2 separate regions of the Mus musculus genome follow, and region 2 is linked to region 1. Evidence: chromatin contacts called from public HiChIP or PLAC-seq data. All regions are on one chromosome and are shown on one strand. Each heading gives the region's core, a stretch centred on a gene start, on an enhancer-like site or on the middle of the called end of the contact. The rest is flanking DNA. Distances are from core to core; before and after follow the strand shown. Region 1 overlaps Gm34087 (a long non-coding RNA gene). Region 2 has its middle 19 kb from the start of Gm41031.

Region 1 (3,639 bases), core at 1,097-3,596:
CGGGATGTGATTTTTATCTCTTGCTTACTATGCTACAAGGCTCCTACATCTTACTCAGTGTCAAGAAACCAGGCCTCCTGACCAACAATGTCCCAGTAATCTAGGATTTGACATTGGTTGATTCCATTTCTACCATCGTCTTGGGCAGAAGGCCAGAAACTGGCATTTTCTTGCCCAAGTTCAGAAGAACCCTTTTGGTTCTCAGTTGGATTTTCTCCCAAGAACTTAGTTCTGGTTGTCTCTGAATGACAAGAGCTGGTGGTCTGCATTGGCTTCAGAGCACATCTTTCAAGCCACATGTCTGCTCTGTGTGGCACCACAGTCTGTTACCCATGCTGTCCCGCCCCACTATGGTCTATGGTTTCTTCTTTAACTATGGTCCACGAAGGTTCCCTTTATCCCATTTGGATTAATAAGGATTTAAAAACAGTTCTTAAAAGCAGCCCTGTTGTTTGCTAATTTACAGTGCTGGGGTTGAGCCCAGGGTCTCCTGCCTATGAGGCAAGTTTCTGCTAAGCTACTTAGCCCTTAAAGTGGTTTGATACCTGAAGATTAGAGTGGAGTCCCCACAGAACCTCAGCCCATTGTCTTGGCTGAAAGCCCTCCTTTGCTAGTAAGGGACAACAGATCTGGGTTTCAGATCTAGATATGCTACATCTGAAATTATGCATAATGGTTTCTTTTGTTACAGCACATTTCTTCCAGAACCACTCTATAAACCACCCTTATCCAAAGTGAGTTCCAACAAATGGGAGATAGAGGCAAGCTTGCAGAATTACTAGCTGCAAAGTCACTGTCTGATAAAGCTACACACTGGAGAAGGTTTGCAAAAATGGAGCGAAGCCCTGAGGTGCTGGGATATCCAGGGCCTGCTCCCGACCACCTGAACTCCTCTCTGGAGTCAGATCGACCCTCACAGAACCCCCCCTGTGTGTAGAGGGGTCTGGTCCCACTTGGCACGTCCCACGCTGTTCTCGGCCATTGCAGGAAGGAAGGGCAGACACTCTTCATTTCCATGTCTTCTTATGCTCACACCCACCTGCCTGCTCCCACGCCCAATGTGAGGCCAGCAAGCCAATGCTGAGAACACGAGTCTTTAGATCAAGAAGGGAGTTGTGGAAACTAGCATGTTTTGAGAGGTTGGCAGAAGAACTAAGGAGGACCCTAAGTGCTCCAAGAAAAAGAGAACTTTTGACTCCACACTGCTGTGAGCCTCAGATAGGTTGCCATGTTTGTTTTATGCAGACCTTCCACGCACCAGCCATTGCTTTCCTATGTTCTCCTTTCCCCTAATGCTAACTGCTACTATGCAAGTGTTGAGTATTGATTGACTATTGACTATACTCTAACAAGTTAGTTAACTGACTCGCCTGGAAAATGGAGTGTTTGGTTGGCTAAGTTTCCTGTTTTGAAATAATACAGGTTAGAACCTTCCTTTGAAGTTCTTTTTTATGCATGTGTAGATAGGCTGGTTAGCTTAACAAGCACGTGTCAAGTACAAAATTGTCAGAGCAGGGACAAGGACACAAGCTTGAGTCCTCACCAAGTTCCCACATCTTGCTGCCTGTGTGATCTCAGGGCAGTTACCTAACCCTTGAACCTCAGTTCCACCATCTGGAGATTGGGCGTAATAAACCCCACTATCTGGTACTGTTGTGAGGATGATATGCGATCATGGATGAGAAGTCCTTGGCACAGGTCCCATTGGGGAGCTCGCACTTCACAACTCGCTCCCATTATTGCTATTAACATTGTGAAACTGAAACTGTCTTGGGCTCTCACGGCATGACAGATCCAGGATGGACTCACAGCAACCCACGGCCCAAGTCATTTGGCAAAGGTGTGGCTGGAAAGAGAAAGCAATTATTGGCTTGTGGTTTTGCCCAAGAGAAAACAGATAAATACAAACTGGGGCCTGGGCACCTGGGCTGTTGGTTGCGCTGTGTTTGAGTCTGTGCCCTGATGTGGCTGTGGTTATTCGTGGACAGAGAATTCCTTGTCCCTATCAGATATACATACTCGAGAGGTTCAATTTAAGAGCCACCCACTCTCTGGACTGGCTGTTGTAATCCAACAGCTGGAGCCAAGATTGTCTTTCTGAGTGATTATATCCTGGGAGGGAGAATCATGGCCCGGAGTCCAGCTAAGGAGATTTAGAGACCCTTGTCATCTAGAGAATTCCAGCTAATGAACCCTCATGCAGCAGGAAGTAATTTCGGTAGACATTCATTCTTTAGAAACGCCACCCCCTCGCCTGGCCTCTGCAGGCCACCCTCTAGAGCCCCTCTCTGGTTTCCCACACACAGTGTTTCTTCCTCTGGGCACCACTTCTCAGGAGACTGGGGGTGGGGTTGGGGGGAGAGACTGGTCTTCCAAGGTTACCGAACTTATCTCTTTTCCCTCGCTATGCAAACAACTGTGTGAAGGCCACCCAGATTCTGCAATTAAAAACTCACAGACAAGGGTACAGGCCAAGGCTGTTTCATATTCTGCCAAGCCAGGGCTCAAGTTGCCTCTGTGGGAGAACGCCCCAGCCATTAGGAACCAAGCCTGCCTGGCCCGGGAACTAGACACTAAGGTCCTCGTCACTTCTCTCGCCTCTGAGCAGTGCTCTGGACCCAGGCAGTGTCTGCTTGAGAAGCACAAGTGGAAAGAGCTTTGGCATTAACAACAGAGACCTACACAGAAAAACCCAATGGCTGTGGTTCTCAGGATACCGCCTGGACCAGTAGCCACCATATTACCTGGGAAACTGTTAGAAGTACAAACACTTGGTGCTCACCCCTCTTCTACCTACTGATTCAGAAACTCTGAGAAGAGATGCAGCAAGCTTCTAAAATCCTTCTTGTTTTTAAACCAGGTGCTGAAAAACTCTGAGAAGTGCTGGTAGTAGAGATGAAGGGAACCATTACAAGGTCAGATTTTAAGAGAACCTAAGATATGTTAATCAGGCATGCTTGTCTCCATTTGTCTCCTGATGTCTGCCTCATGACCTCAGAAAGGAAGGGCAAAACCAGGCATGGTGGCACATGCCTTTAATCTCAGCATTTGGGAGGCAGAGGCAGGTGGAACCCTGTGAGTTCAAAGCCAACCTGGTTGGTGTTCAAGAAAGAATCCCAGGACAGTCAAGAGTTACACAGTGAGATCTAGTGAGACCCTGTCCTCTGGAGTTGAGGAGAGAAGGGGGAGGAGGAGGAGGAGGGGGAGGGGGAGGGGGAGGGGGAGGGGGAGGGAGGAGAGGGTAAGGGAAAGAAGAGGAAAGAGAAGAAGAAGAGGAGGAGGAAAGCGAAGAAGAGGGAGCTGGTGAGATGGCTCAGTGGGTAAGAGCACCCGACTGCTCTTCCCAAGGTCTGGAGTTCAAATCCCAGCAACCACATGGTGGCTCACAACCATCTGTAACAAGATCTGATGCCCTCTTCTGGAGTGTCTGAAGACAGCTACAGTGTATTTACATATAATAAATAAATAAATCTTTTAAAAAAAAAGAGAATAAGAGGAGGAAGTGGGGGAGAGGGAGGGGAAAGGAAGGGAAGGGAAATGAAAGTGTAGAGGTACGCTGAAGGCTAGACAGAATAAATATTCAAGAGAAACATACCTAGGCCTATATGAATGATATATAGAACATACTCATCTGTCCTT
Region 2 (3,459 bases), core at 304-2,803, 230 kb before region 1:
TGTGAGGTGCTAATGCGATCCTACAAATTTCTCTTAGGACAATAATTCTACTAGTGAGGGTAGGATATATCACCTTCCAAGAGGCACAAATCTCAATTCTGTTGAATAGAAAATCAATGTCAACAAATGGATTTTGAGGTGGAACAGTACTCAGACCATAGCACTCATAGAAGAGAGAAGGGCACAGGGTGGAGTGGTGGGAGGCATGGGACCTGCAGCAGAGGAATGTGGCTTGGAGTCTCTGGCCTGCCACTCATGGGTGGCCTTGAGCAGATGGTTTTAGTTCTCCAATATTCAGATTTTTTTTTTAAAATCTAAATGTTGATAGTGTAGAGGTTATAGGTGACATGATATCTACAAAAGCACTTAGCACAACAGCTCATACGGAGCCAAGGATTAATAAATAGATTTTTGAACATTATTATTATGAGGCTTAGCAATTCTAAAACAACAAAGCAAAGGACGTTTACAGAAGTTCAAAGAATGGTTGGTAAATGTCATGAAGGGGAGATCTGCAATTGGCATGGAAAGACAGCTGAGGATCACGGTTCTGAGAAGTCAGAAGGTTGGAGGAAGTCTAGGGAGGACAAGAACCAAGCTCAGGGGACAGGCAGGGACACCAGGCTGGGCAGGCTGATGTGAAAGATTTCCTGGAATAATGCTGACAGTCATAAGGAAAGCGTGAACAAGGCTCCTACTGTGGAGAGGGCGAGTGCTCTCTTCAGTAATAGGATGAGACAAGAAAGGATGCTTTAAAAATTAGTAACCAACGTTCTAAGACAAATTGCAAAATAAGTGCAAGCAATCAGAGGCCACAGGTCAGCATTGCTGCAGATGGGCCCGCTGATATGCCCCTGGTGGAAGGCAGCTTGGCTTTCCGGAGAGCACTTTGATTGCAATTGATAACAATCATTAATTTCTCTTCAAAGTACTGATCCTGGAGCACATTCATTTATAATCAAAGAGGCATAAAGAATTATGTGCATTAAACAACCCCAAACACTTGGATACAACTCAAATGTTCACTGATGATGGAATTCTGGAATATTCTAAGCACCAATACGCCCATATTGTGGGTTTTTTTTTTCAGCATTTCAATATACTGAGGTAAATTTACATGGCTGATGTGGTACTATATGTAAAAGAAGTTGGTTGGTGAGAAGTTGAGAGTTGGCAAAAGTTGTAACAGTAAATTTGAGAACTCTATGTGTGTTTCCTAATGCACAGCAAAAGATCAGGAAGAAGACAAATCTAACTTTTCATGGTTGTCTCTGGAAAGAGGGAAATGGGGAGGAAGGTGTTCATACCTGGTAGGAAATAGGCCCAAACCATGAATAAAATATTTTCAAAGGAGACATTCAAATTATTAGAAGGAAAAAAAAAAAAAAAAGACCCACCAGTTAAAAGAAATGGAAACACATAACACATACAAATTTTTTACTTGCTAGACTGAATAGATTTTTCTTTTAAACAAAGACAGCGATGCCTGTATTGGGTCGAAGTTAGTACTTGTTAGCACAGTCTGGAGGAGGGTGTTTTAAGGAACAATTTGCAGCAAGCATCACACCCTGCCTCAGCAAATTTACTCTCAGGAATATCTCCTAAGGAAATGTGCCAGCTTAGTCCTCTCTCACCCACTTCAACGGTGCTTACAGTGGGAAAACAATACAATACAGAAGAACCCCAAAGAAACCAAAGTAGCAGCCCAAACCCACAAGCAAACGCCCAGCCCTGCTCTAGAAGTCTGTTTGAAAGGATGGTAGAGGCACACACAGATGCCAAGCAGCCATTCAGAAGGGTGGGGTGCTCCGCTTACTGACCTGGAAGCACACCAGCAAACGCATTCGAGGAGAAAGATACTGGAGAACAACCACAACGAACGCTCTGTTTTGAAGATACCTGTGTAGATAAGAGGAGTTCTGGGAGCTTGACCGCCAAGTGATGTGTCTAGGTTCCTTCATTCTGCTCGCTTTTATTTGCTCAGTCTTCTAGATCAAACACGGGTCACTAGGAGAAATAAACTGAATGCTCTAAAATGTTGAGAGAATTCATCGTAGGAGCAATAGACGAAGGTTACTTCCAGTTTTGCCATGATCCGGAGAGAGTGAAGATGACTTAGATCCACTCAGGGTGTCTATGTCTCACTGCGTATTAGAAGCATCTAGGCTGGCACCAAAATACAGAGGAGACCTTTCTGGGCAGGGTGTTTGTTGGTGCTGGTCTATTGTATCTGCTGGCACGTGGCAGATACACTGAACACTGGTAACCAGACATGGGCTCAGCACTCTAGGGACCAGAGTGGACTGTGGAGAGAAAGCTGTTTGGGGTTCAGATTGTGTTTCAAGAGTGAGATTTCTAAAAACAAACAAAAAATGAGAACAGTTTAACATTCTGTCCTACTTACCATGAACTCAAAACCTGACATACCCTGTAATCATCTGAAAAAGAGTCTCAGTTGAGTAACCATCTTTTATCAGATTCGTCTGTGGGCCTGTCTGTGAGGGATTGTCCTGAGTGTCTTAATTGACAGAGGGGGGCGCCCACCCACTGTGAGTCATCGTGGTCTTTCCCCTCCACGGTGGTCCAGCCAGGGCTGTGTAAGAAAGCTGGTCAAGAATGAGCCAGGATGTCAGACAACAGGTAGTGTTTCTCCATTTTTTTCTGATCTAGATTCTTGCCTTGAGTTCCTGTTCTAACTTCCTTGGTGATGACCTATGTCCTCTCCTCTCCAAGTCACTTCTGCTCGGAGTATTCTATCACAGCAATAGAAAGGAAACTAAATACAGTCCCATGGAGTTGACTTTGGTGAGCTTTCCTTCAGCATGTATAGCTCTCAAGCCCAAAGTGCTTCGCTGAGCAGGAGAATGATGGCGTCTGTGGCTACATTGCTCAAATGGAGGCACTTCTAGCATATTCTGAATGCTGAGATGCTACAGGAGAAAGCAACCCATCTCCTCAAAGCCCCAGGGGTGAGTTAGTGCTTGGGAGCACTGCCTAGGCAGCCAGTTATAACACTACAAAGAAAGGATGGCATTTCCCACTTGAGTGAGCAGAATGGTGATTTCTACTGTGACTGTGGCGGTTTTCATGAGAATGGTCCCTGCAGGCTCATTTGTTTGAATACCTGGTCCCCAGTTGGTGTAACTGTTTGGGAAGGACTAGGAGGTGTGGCCTTGTTGGAGGAGGTGTGGCCTCGTTGGGGGAAGTGTGTCATTGGAGATGAGCTTTGAGGTTTCAGAAGATTCTCACCATTCCCAGTCTCTCCCTCTCTGCCTCTTACTCGGGTATAAGCTGGTCATGGTGTCTTATCACAGCAATAGGAAATCACCGAGGTAGAGAGTCTTTGGAGGAGTGCTTTGGTTTTAAGGCCTATTGACGCTTGCTGTTTTATTACGAGCCATATCCTAAGTGGGTGGGAGCTGACATCCCGATAATTCAGCATACCACAATAATTTCCCT

What was found. HiChIP or PLAC-seq counts read pairs in DNA pulled down with a chosen protein or histone mark.
Region 2: a contact with region 1 is called in an H3K27ac HiChIP or PLAC-seq map of embryonic stem cells, with 2.9 times the contacts expected there. The contact joins two enhancer-like sites. A contact is called at or near these places in 2 of 484 Hi-C or Micro-C datasets (natural killer cells and nephron progenitors), 2 of 115 datasets of contacts at active chromatin or transcription factors (embryonic stem cells and fibro-adipogenic progenitors) and 1 of 9 other capture datasets (embryonic stem cells).

The regions. Positions count from the first base shown.
Region 1 is chr13:97,616,483-97,620,121 of GRCm38.p6, reverse strand. It overlaps Gm34087 (a long non-coding RNA gene), which reads left to right. Exons shown (of 5, transcript XR_873831.2): 2 at 2,861-2,915. Among named protein-coding and RNA genes, the nearest start is that of Gm34087, 4.5 kb to the left of the region's middle. Within about 2 kb of position 2,346, at least 39 of the 459 cell types and tissues checked have an H3K27ac peak or open chromatin away from gene starts, as enhancers often do. A contact at or near this core is called in embryonic stem cells, where this site is marked.
Region 2 is chr13:97,843,500-97,846,958 of GRCm38.p6, reverse strand. No RefSeq gene overlaps it. Among named protein-coding and RNA genes, the nearest start is that of Gm41031, 19 kb to the right of the region's middle. Within about 2 kb of position 1,553, at least 6 of the 459 cell types and tissues checked have an H3K27ac peak or open chromatin away from gene starts, as enhancers often do. A contact at or near this core is called in embryonic stem cells, where this site is marked.